Linked DNA regions of Mus musculus: regions 2 and 3 are each linked to region 1. Evidence: chromatin contacts called from public HiChIP or PLAC-seq data. All regions are on one chromosome and are shown on one strand. Each heading gives the region's core, a stretch centred on a gene start, on an enhancer-like site or on the middle of the called end of the contact. The rest is flanking DNA. Distances are from core to core; before and after follow the strand shown. Region 1 holds the start of Acads (acyl-Coenzyme A dehydrogenase, short chain). Region 2 has its middle 12 kb from the start of Sppl3. Region 3 has its middle 21 kb from the start of Cabp1.

The links. HiChIP or PLAC-seq counts read pairs in DNA pulled down with a chosen protein or histone mark.
Region 2: a contact with region 1 is called in an H3K27ac HiChIP or PLAC-seq map of extraembryonic endoderm stem cells. The contact joins the enhancer-like site here to the promoter of Acads in region 1. A contact is called at or near these places in 19 of 39 promoter capture datasets (the 3T3-L1 cell line, the C10 cell line, the HPC-7 cell line and 11 more), 1 of 15 datasets of contacts at CTCF or cohesin (large pre-B cells), 30 of 484 Hi-C or Micro-C datasets (the C2C12 cell line, CD4 T cells, the HPC-7 cell line and 20 more), 20 of 115 datasets of contacts at active chromatin or transcription factors (the SCID.adh cell line, bone marrow-derived macrophages, cardiomyocytes and 11 more) and 5 of 9 other capture datasets (adipose tissue, embryonic stem cells, liver and 2 more).
Region 3: a contact with region 1 is called in an H3K4me3 HiChIP or PLAC-seq map of craniofacial prominence, with 2.2 times the contacts expected there. The contact joins the enhancer-like site here to the promoter of Acads in region 1. A contact is called at or near these places in 15 of 39 promoter capture datasets (3T3-L1-derived adipocytes, the C10 cell line, the HPC-7 cell line and 11 more), 4 of 15 datasets of contacts at CTCF or cohesin (CD8 T cells, the G1E-ER4 cell line, large pre-B cells and 1 more), 16 of 484 Hi-C or Micro-C datasets (B cells, the BV-2 cell line, the CH12 cell line and 10 more), 21 of 115 datasets of contacts at active chromatin or transcription factors (the SCID.adh cell line, bone marrow-derived dendritic cells, bone marrow-derived macrophages and 13 more) and 4 of 9 other capture datasets (adipose tissue, liver, macrophages and 1 more).

What each region holds. Positions count from the first base shown.
Region 1 is chr5:115,117,724-115,121,047 of GRCm38.p6, reverse strand. It overlaps Acads (acyl-Coenzyme A dehydrogenase, short chain), which reads left to right and starts at 1,702. Exons shown (of 10, transcript NM_007383.3): 1 at 1,702-1,823; 2 at 3,320-3,324. The coding sequence starts at 1,778.
Region 2 is chr5:114,998,000-115,001,323 of GRCm38.p6, reverse strand. No RefSeq gene overlaps it. Among named protein-coding and RNA genes, the nearest start is that of Sppl3, 12 kb to the left of the region's middle. Within about 2 kb of position 1,808, at least 20 of the 459 cell types and tissues checked have an H3K27ac peak or open chromatin away from gene starts, as enhancers often do. A contact at or near this core is called in extraembryonic endoderm stem cells and germline stem cells, where this site is marked.
Region 3 is chr5:115,213,425-115,216,748 of GRCm38.p6, reverse strand. No RefSeq gene overlaps it. Among named protein-coding and RNA genes, the nearest start is that of Cabp1, 21 kb to the right of the region's middle. Within about 2 kb of position 1,613, at least 74 of the 459 cell types and tissues checked have an H3K27ac peak or open chromatin away from gene starts, as enhancers often do. A contact at or near this core is called in cerebellar granule neurons, craniofacial prominence, embryonic basal ganglia and 4 more, where this site is marked.

The DNA.
Region 1 (3,324 bases), core at 453-2,952:
TGAGTTCAAGGCTTGTCTCTAGTCTTTAATGGCAAGTTCCAGGCTAGCCAGGCCCTGTGGACCACCTGGCCTGGTCATCTATTGTTTTGGGTTTTTTTTGTTTTTGTTTTTTTGAGAGATGATTTCTCTGTGTAGCCCTGGCTATTTTGGAACTTACTTTGTAGACCAGGCTGGCCTGGAACTCACAGAGACCCAGTCGCCTCTGCCTCCAGGTCTAGGATTAAAGTCATGTCACCATTAGAGCCTGGCAGCTGTCTCGTTTTTGGAGACAGTTTTTTCTTACTGAAGCAGGAACTCACCAGCCCCTTTAGACTGGATGTCAGTGAGCTCCCAGAATCCTTGTCTTTGCAGTCCCCATCGGATGGAATCCTGCACCCAGGTCAAATGGATGCTGGGGTTCCAACTCAGGTCATGCTCACATGTGAAGTCTACCCTCTGCACCACCTCTCAGGCTCCAGTGTCTCTCTTTCGTCTTCCATCCGGTTCTGTCTGGTGACCAGGTAGGGAAGACGGATGGATGACCAGAGGATTGGGCAAAGAGTCAGCACGTTATTTGAAAGCCCCCCCCCCCCTTTAAAGGCAGTTCCAGACTTTGGGGGTGGGGGAAGAAATGGACAGATGGGATCATTTGCAGTCTAAACTACCACCCTCTCTTCAGTGTATTGTTTTCTAGGTAGTGGTGGGCTGTGAAGTTCAGTGAGCAGATATGTAGGGTGCATGTAAACCAGGGAGCTAATGACACTGACAGTCTCTGGGACCGAGCGAAGTTGTTCTGAGGGTGCTAGGACTCAACCCTCAACCCTTGGAGTTAATGGGCAGTACCCCTACTCCCAGCAGGGCTCTGCCCCCCCCCCCCCCACGAGGTGCAGAAGACAGTAGCTCTGTTTCACATTCACATCTGAGGGCTGGAGGGAATCTTCCTGCCCAGCATCCCCATGCAATGGGCTAGATACTGAGCCTTCCAGGCTTTTTGTTTTTTGTTTTGTTTTGTTTTAAAGATTTATTTTATTATTTTATGTACATACACTGTAGCTGTCTTCATACACTCCAGAAGAGGGAGTCAGATCTCATTACGGATGGTTGTGAGCCACCATGTGGTTGCTGGGATTTGAACTCTGGACCTTCGGAAGAGCAGTCGGGTGCTCTTACCCACTGAGCCATCTCACCAGCCCCCTTCCAGCCCTTTTGGAATCCACAGACTAGTGTGAGAGATGAATAGTAAATAAATAAGTAAAATAAAAGGCTGGATGTAAAACTGTGGGCTAGGAATGGTAGCATGAAATCCAGGCAAGAGGGCAAAAGCTGCCTGCCTTGTGTGGCCGAGCAAAGATGGTCAGGGAGCCAGGGATTACGCTGACAGCTGACAGGATGCAGAAGTGGGTGGGCAGGAGTAGGTGCTAGCTCTTCTCTTCTCTCCCTAAAACTGAACCCAGCGCCTTATGTCTGCTAGGCAGGGAGGACCTCCTCACGCCCTCTTTAAACTTTCATTTTGAAGATACTGCAAAGTTGCCCAAGCTGGGCTTGAATTTACTCCGTAATACAGGGAGAACCTGCAATTCTGCCTCAGGCTCAGAAGTCGCTGGAATTAAGTTGACTTCCTGGGTGAGGCCCGGACCCTAGGTCGTGAGCCTGTCTCAGGCCTGCCCCTGCGGCCCGGTGGGCGTGGCCCGGGCTCGGCGCCGGCCCCGCCCCTGCAGCCGTGTGGGCGTGGCCCAGGCCCTGCCCCTGCCGTCCGGAACTCCAGAGCTGCTGCAGGAGGTCCTGGAGGTCTGTGCCCATGGCTGCCGCCTTGCTCGCCCGGGCCCGTGGCCCTCTCCGTAGAGGTGAGTGCGGAGCCCCAGGGCGGGTCACAGGGCGGAGATCCTGGCGGCCGGTCCTGCTGTGGCCCCGGGCAGACGAGTGGGCAGCACCCAGTGGCTGCGCGTGGCCTTTGTCCTAGTTTGGTAGCCTCTGGCCGGTGCAAGGCCCAGACTCTGAGGGATCCGGGCTCCTGCTCGGCGCTTTTCCCGCGGGTCCCTCATCGCCAGCTCCCCTTATGCGGCCCTATCCACACCCCTTACGCCATTTCAGTCCTAGCTGAGGTTCTGGGTGAGTTGGTCCTTCATGGCGGGGGGTGGGGGGAGGGGCTTGGCATTTAACTCCGACCTATGACCTTGGACATAACTCTCAACCTCTCTGCATCAAGTGGTCCAAGTGTCAACTGTTTCCATCCTCAGAGCTCTATTAAATCACAGGATGCATCGTGGTTGGCATCTAACGTGTTTTCTTAACGTTAGCATTTACTTTTTTGTTTGTTTGTTTTTGTTTTGTTTTTCGAGACAGGGTTTCTCTGTATAGCCTTGGCTGTCCTGGAACTCACTTTGTAGACCAGCCAGAAATCCGCCTGCCTCTGCCTCCTGAGTGCTGGGATTAAAGGCGTGAGCCACCACGCCCGGCATACTTATTTTTAATAGTGTTTCCTCTCCTGTGCAGCAGCCCTGACACTATGGCCACCGCTTCCTTTGGCTAATCCAGAGTCACATTAACAATTAGATCAGTGTTAAATAAGCCATTAAGTACTTCTTTAATCTTTCCACTGCCGGGAGCTGAGTTCTGTTCTTGTCCACATTTTATAGAACTCCCAGACCCCAGACCCAGTGAAACTTAAAATCCATTTCCGAGGTGTTGTAAATGGGATTATATGGAGGAAGTGTTTAGCGAGCAGTTAAGCATTCAGTTAGCCTGGGCTTTTCTGTAACACTCTGTTGACATTGTATCAATACATTTTTTTTTTTTTCTATTGAGACAGGGGTGGGGGGGTGGGGGGTGGGGGGGTGGAGTGGTGCTCTTTTTTTTTCTTAAAAGTTTATTTTTATTTTTATTTGTATGAGTGCTTTGCCTGCATGTGTGCCTGCATAAGTGTGCCGTGTCCCACAGAGGCCAGAAGAGTGTGTTGGATCCTCTGGACCTTTCATTACAGACAATTAGCCACTCTGTAGCCTGGTTCCTCTGAAAGAGCAACAAGTGCTCTTAACTGCTGAACCATTCCTCCAGACCCTGGGATGAATGAAATCTTGACTTATTGCATAGGCTAGCCTGAACTCCAGGCTACCTCAGCGTTTGTTCTTCTTACAGAAGATCTGAGTTCAGATCCCAGCGCCCATGTTGGGCAGCTCCTAATCCCCTGTAAGGTCCAGGGGATCTGACGCCCTCCTCTGGCCTCTGTGGGTACCTGCATGCATGTGTACATACATAAACACAGACTCACAGACACATAAAGAGAAAGGAGTCTTAAGATCTTTCACACTGTCCTTCCCTAACTCGGATCATCCTCTGATAGCTCTC
Region 2 (3,324 bases), core at 559-3,058, 120 kb after region 1:
TGCCCAGCACCTGACTGCCATTGTGAAGTTAATTTGTCCAAGTTCTTATTGGCTTGTTCTCATATCCTTACTGTCCCCAAAGCTCTTATTCTTCCTTCATCCCTTAGTGGTTTTTCTGGGGTGGGACAGTGTTTTGGTTTTTTGTTTGTTTGTTTGTTTGTTTTTGGTTGGCAATAGTGGTTGAGACAGGAGGATCTTTTTAATGTTGCCCCGGCTGGCCTGGAACTCTCTATGTAGATCGAGATAGCAGCAAACTCACCCGAGGCCCGAGCCACCACACCGAGCTCAGTCCCTGCTTTGCGCTTGTTCGGTTTTGGTTTGTTCTGCGGCAAAATTCTCACACCGTATCCCAAGCTGACTTGGAGTTTACTGTGTATTCAGGTTGACCTTAAACGGCAGGTGATCCTCCTGCCTCGGCCCCACAAGTGCTGGAATTACAGGTAGGTACTATACCCAGATCCAGGCTTCTTGAAACTCCATTCTGCAGACCCCAGCCCCAGGGCCCAGGCCCAGCCCTGACTCAGGCTGTCCCATGCAGGTGCTCCCTCAAGATTCTTCTCCACAGGCCCTTTGCTTGCTTTTGCCTGTGCTCCTGCCAAGCCTGCGGGGCTGGTTTGGACCTGTCTGAATCCCTCATTCACTTACCTGCACAGCTTGTCTTTCCTGTCCCCCAAAGCCCTGTGTGTCCCATGCCAATCAGAGGGTGTGGCTGGATATTTCATGAGGGGTCCTACCCACTCAGCTCTTCCATCCTTCATAGCTATTTGGGGACCTGGCTGTTCCTAGACATTTGTGGGCCCCTTCTCAAGAACACGGGGGTTGGATTGCTCAGCTCTGACCCAGACACAAACAAAAACTTTTCTCAGCACTTAGGAAACAAGGCTGGAGGGGAAGGTCAAGCAGGTACCTGAATTCTATCCCTGCGACTCACGTGGTACAAAGAGACTTATGGAAGTGCCCTCTGACTTCCACACGTGTCCTGTGGTGCCTATGCCTACACATGTACAAAACGTATGTGTGATTTAAAAAAAAAATGGACATTTTCCAAGCCCCTGCCAGGAGACAAGCATCTTGCTGAGCTCTCCAAATGTAAGCTCTCAGAATTCCCTAAGTCTTCAACAAACGTCCATCAATAACTATAATGGGTTGTGCTGTACTGACCGCATCTTAATGACTTCTTGTTGTCCGAGGAGCGCTTTGGGGATAGTTTTCTCCCTCCACTTTTAATGGGGTTCTGAGAAGCTCAAACTCAGGTCGGCAAGCTTGTAAGGCAAGCAACCTTACCTGGCTGGGCTGGAACTTACTGTGTTCTCAAACACACATCCCACCGTGGCTACACCTTATCATTTGAGATAGGGTCTCTCTGTCTCTCCCAGGACCTGGAGTTTGCCGGCTCTGCTAGTCTGGGTGGCCTGAGAGACCCAGATCTGCCCGTGTCCACCCCTCCCAGTGCTAAGAAACAAATCACTAAGTCTGGCTGGTTTGTTTTTGTTTGTTTGTTTTAAAAGACAGGGTGTTGCTAAAATTCCTTCCCTTCCCTGGGGAAGATATAAACAAAACAAACACAAGCGCCATGATTCCAACAAAAACCAAGGTACTAGTCCAGGAAGTTCAGTCTGAGAAGCCAGTGAGTTTACGAGGCTTACAAACCTCACATACAACGGGGAGGTGGGCAGAAAAGTGGGTGAATTTAAAGCAGCCACGATGAAAGATCTCTACCCCAGCGGGGACAACTACTCCTACTCTGTGGTTGGTTGGAATTGAGCCGGCTGTCCTGTCCCCTCCCTAACTCCTGAGGTGTGTAATCAGGGCAGGGAGGTGTGTTGGATACTCAGGTGAGAGTCCCATGACCCTTTCTGTCCCTCCCTTCTGTGTGCCTAGCCAGTTTGGTCCTAAGAGCCGAGCTGCTGTGGCTCGGAGGATGGTACCGTACTACACGGGGTCTCACGAGGGCCTTTCTAGGGCCCTGGCTGGGCTGGAATTGACTGTGTAGACCATGCTGGTCTCAAACACACAGGGATCCACCTTTTTTTGGGGGGGTGGTGGTGTTTCAAGACAGGGTTTCTCTTGGCTGTCCTAGAACTCACTTTGTAGACCAGGCTGGCCTCAAACTCAGAAATCCACCTGCCTCTGCCTCCCAAGTGCTAGGATTAAAGGTGTGAGCCACCACCGCCGGGCTGGGATCCACCTTTTTAATGTGTGTCCTGGAGATGGAGTTCAACTCCTTTTCCTTGACTAACGAGCCATCTCCTGAGTTGGAAGCTTGCACTATTTTTCCCTGAACTGCCCCATCCATTCACAGTTAAGGGAGACCAAAGCGCACAGAGGTTAAAGATTCCACCCGAGGTCACACAGCAAGGAGACAACTGCAAAGTTTGTGTAACTTTGCCACATTTTTTTCTCAACTGAAGCATTAAAAAAAAAAAAAAATCAGTCAAGGGGTGGAGAGATTGCTCAGCTCCAGGTGAGTCCTGTACTACGGGACCGTGTTCAGTGCAGTCAGACCCGAGATTTTTGTTTCTGTGGAAATTTGGAAACCTGAAACGTTTATATGCGATTTCCAGACAAATCATAAGTCTGGATATGCGGAGCGGTGGAGGCACACGCCTTTAATTCCAGCACTCGGGAGGCAGAGGCAGGTAGATTTCTGAGTTCGAGGCCAACCTGGTCTTCAAAGTGAGTTCCAGGACAGCCAGAGCTACACAGAGAAACCCTGGGGGGGGTGGGGGGGGGTTGGAAAGAGGACAAAAGATGCTGGTGAACTCTGAAAGAATTCTGCTTAGGAATTGCATAGGGTTCAGCTCAGGACTTCTGTTTGTTTTGCTTTTATCTCGGGCAAGTGAGGTTTTAAAAAGTAACAGATTTCCCGCAGAAGGGAGGGGTCCAGAAAATGGGTTGGCCCGTTGATTTATTTTTATTATTGTATATGGATGTGTGCATATGTGCGCATGTGCACGTGCTTGTGTGTGTGCACAGATATCTGTGAAGGTCAGAATGGGGCATCAGGTCCCCTGGAGCTGGAGACATAGGTAGCTGTGATCCACTTGACATGGGGGCTGGCCACTGAACTCCTGTCCTCTAAGAGAGCAGTGAGCACTGTTGACCCCTGAGCCACCTCTCCAGTCCTGACCTATTTTTCTGCTTCTTTTGCTTTGTTTTGTTTTTAAATCGCTGTACTCTGTGTAGGTTCTGAACAGACCCTCCTTCTGGGGCAGGAGGAGGAGGAGCAGAGAGTAAGACACAGGTGATGGAAAGGTGTATCATACTTCAGAAAATATTCTTTTAAAAAAAAGATTTATTTATTTATTATATGTAAGGACACTG
Region 3 (3,324 bases), core at 364-2,863, 96 kb before region 1:
CTTCGCCTCCCCTCCCCCTCCTTGAGACAGAGTCTCACTATATAGTAGGGCTGGCTTTGAACTCCTGATCCTTCTGCCTTAGTCTTCCAAGTGCTGGGATTGCAGGCATGTGCCACTACACCTGGTAAAAACATGCTTTTGAGGTTCGTCTGCATTTTACCGTCTATAGGCATCCATTCCTTCTTATCCCTGAATACGACTTGATCACTGTATGGGTGTGCCTGAAGATATTTACCCTCTGTGTAGGCATTCTACGTTGTTGGTAGGATCTGGTGGTTTTAATTTGTGCTTTGACGTCGAGACATTTGAGCATCTTTGCATTTTTATTATTGGCCACTTGCGTATTTTCTTTTGTGAGAATTACTTTGCTTTTATTAAAATTCTTAACTGACTGTTTGACATCCTCACTTATCTAATGTGTGTCAATTCTAGCTACTCGGTACTGCCCCCTCCCACTACTTCAGAATACCCAATACAGCCCCTTTCCAACCCAACTTTACATCTGGATCTAGCCTGCCTTCCTTCCTTCCTTTTTTCCTTCCTTCCTTCCTTCTCCCCTTTTTTATAACCACCGGTCCAATTTATTTGCCACCGCCCCGTGTTGTACTGGTGATCGAACCCAGGCCTTGCCAAATAATCTTGTAAGCATGTGTTGGAAGCTCTCCTCTGACCCCCAGATACAGCCGTAAGCACGACTCTGCGTGGGGTCCCCATGCGCCAAGTGCTTCTTTGGCTCTAGAAGGAGAGCAGGCCTAGTGTATTCTTAGAAAAACAATTGGGGCTTTGTCCACCTCCGGATTCCTGCTCAAGCCCGGGTCTTGGGAGACCCTGGCTCATTATCTCTGGAACCTCAGTGTCAGTTGAATAGATGGGGCTCAATCTGGGAGGGCTTTGCGGAAGAAGCGGCTTCTGTGTGGAGCAGCTCCTGGTGCTCGCTCTATCCTGTAGGATAGTCCGGGTTTGCCATCTCAAGCGTATAAGCATGTTGACACCCTCTGACTCTGCTCAGCAGCCAAATGGGTGGGGGTGACGAGGACAAGCCTGGTGGGAGGGGGGACGAGGAGAGTTTGAACTTGAACCCCGACCCGCACACAAATACCTTCTGCCCCTCAGAGCCTGGCTATGGATTGGGGCTCGGTCTTTCTATTCCCTTTGCCCTTTGCCCGGCTCCTCTCTTTCTTGAGGACATCTGTATGGGATAGTGATGGGATGACAGAGAAGCTAGCCCAGCCTGGGCTTACTTGGGATCACTAGATAGCATGCAAAAGATGCTCCCGCAGGGAGCAACCCTGCAAACCCCCTGAGCCCCCCCCCCTCCACCCTCCGCGCCCCTGTAGTTGGGACTGAGCCGGAATCTGTGGGGAAAGGAGCGGGATTTCGGCTAAATATAAACCAGGCTGTTCCAGAATCCAAATAGAACAAAGGAGCAGGGTGCTAAGTTGATTTTTATAAATAAAGAGAGAGGGAGTGAGAGAATATTTTTTCGAGATGTTTAATAAAATCGCCTTGTGAAGAGTCAGGAAAATCACTGGGCTGCGGTGGGAGGGTTCGGAGGAAGACAGGAGGGAGGAGAGAGTGGGGGATGGGGCTTCCTGGCTGCTGGGATCGGTCCCTTTCCTGCCATCCGGGAATGGTGGTGGTGAAGACTGGGCGGAGAGGTAAGGGGAGAGCCAGGAGGGTCCCCGAAGGAGGAGAGCAGGGAGCGTTGCCAGACCTAACGGTTACTGTATCCTGAGCGTCGGCTGGATGCTCTCTGCTTGGTCCCCTGCCGCATCCGGAGCTGTGTGCTGTAACCCCGGCCATGCTCTGACTTCGCCTCTTCCCTCTCTGCTCTTGGCAGCGCGGCTCCCTGCACCAAACTCACTCAGCCAGGACTCAGAATAAATGGCACTTTCTCTTTTGTTGTTTTTTTGGTTTTGTTTTTTTTTGTTTGTTTGTTTGTTTGTTTTTTGGGTTTTGGGTTTTTTTGTTGTTGTTGTTGTTGTTGTTGTTTTTGTTTTTGTTTTTTTTTTTGAGCAAAAGCCTCTCTCTATGTAGCCCTGGCTATCCTAGAACTCGCCATAAAGACCAGGCTGGCCTCAAATCCACAGAGATCCAGCCACTTCTGCCTCAGTATCTTCTGCCTCAGTATGCCGGGATTGAAGGTGTACACCACCATGCCCTGCCTGGAATGTCACTTTCTTTCTGATCACCCTATTCAAAAAGAAACCACCTCTCTCCTCTGAAGTGTGGATCACATTCCCTTGTTCCGTGACTTTTGGTTAACCCTTCGGAAATTACTTGCTTGCTTACTATGTCTGTGCACACCCCACAACCCCCCCACCAAAATAAAAGTTCCCCAAAGACAGAGGCTGTAGTCACCTACTACATAGTGCTGGGTCCTGTGGAACATAAGAGAGATTACTTAGTATTTAGAGAGACCAAGGGTCTAGCCCAAGGTCACACAGGAAATGACAGATCCAGGTAAGAACCCAAGTTTGTCAGGCAACCTGAATGCATGGCCTGTCATACCATGGGAGGAATTTTAAGGGGCTCCATGAGCAACCCTGGAACAGCAAAGGGTGTAGGGACCAGGGAGGCCAAAATCTTACCTAAACATTTCTCCTTAAATAATATACACGGGGCAGGCTGGGTGGCACACAACCTTAATCCCAGCACTCAGGAGTCAGAAGCAGGCAGATCTCTGTGAGTTGGAGGCCAGCCTGGTCTACACAGGGAGTTCCAGGACAGCCAGGGCTGCATAGAGAGACACTCTGTCTAGAAAGAAAGAAAGAAAGAAAGAAAGAAAGAAAGAAAGAAAGAAAGAAAGAAAGAAAGAAAGAAAGAGAAAGAAAAAGAGAGAAAGAAAGAAAGAAAGAAAGAAAGAAAGAAAGAAAGAAAGAAAGAAAGAGGAAGAAGGAAGGAAGGAAAAAAGAGAAAAAAGGGAAGAAAAAGAAAGGAAGAAGAAAGAGAAAGAAAGAAGGAAAGAAAGAAAAAGAAAGAAGGAAGGGAAGGAAGGAAGTAAGGAAGGAAGGAAGGAAGGAAGAAAGAAAGAAAGAAAGAAAGAAAGAAAGAAAGAAAGAAAGGAAGGAAGAAAGAAAGAAGAGAGAGAGAACAAACATGCATGATCAAGAGGGGGCTCGGCAGGTAAAGCCACTGCTACCACATCTAAGGATCTGAGGCAGGTCCTTGGGACGCCACGCGTGGAGAGAACACACTCCTGCCAGCTGTCCTCTGACCTCCATGTGCACCCTGGGCACGCACACCCCACTCTCATGAATAATGAACACAGTTTAATAAGAGGAAGACAGCAGTGCACCAGATAGAGAGATGGGGGCTGGAGAG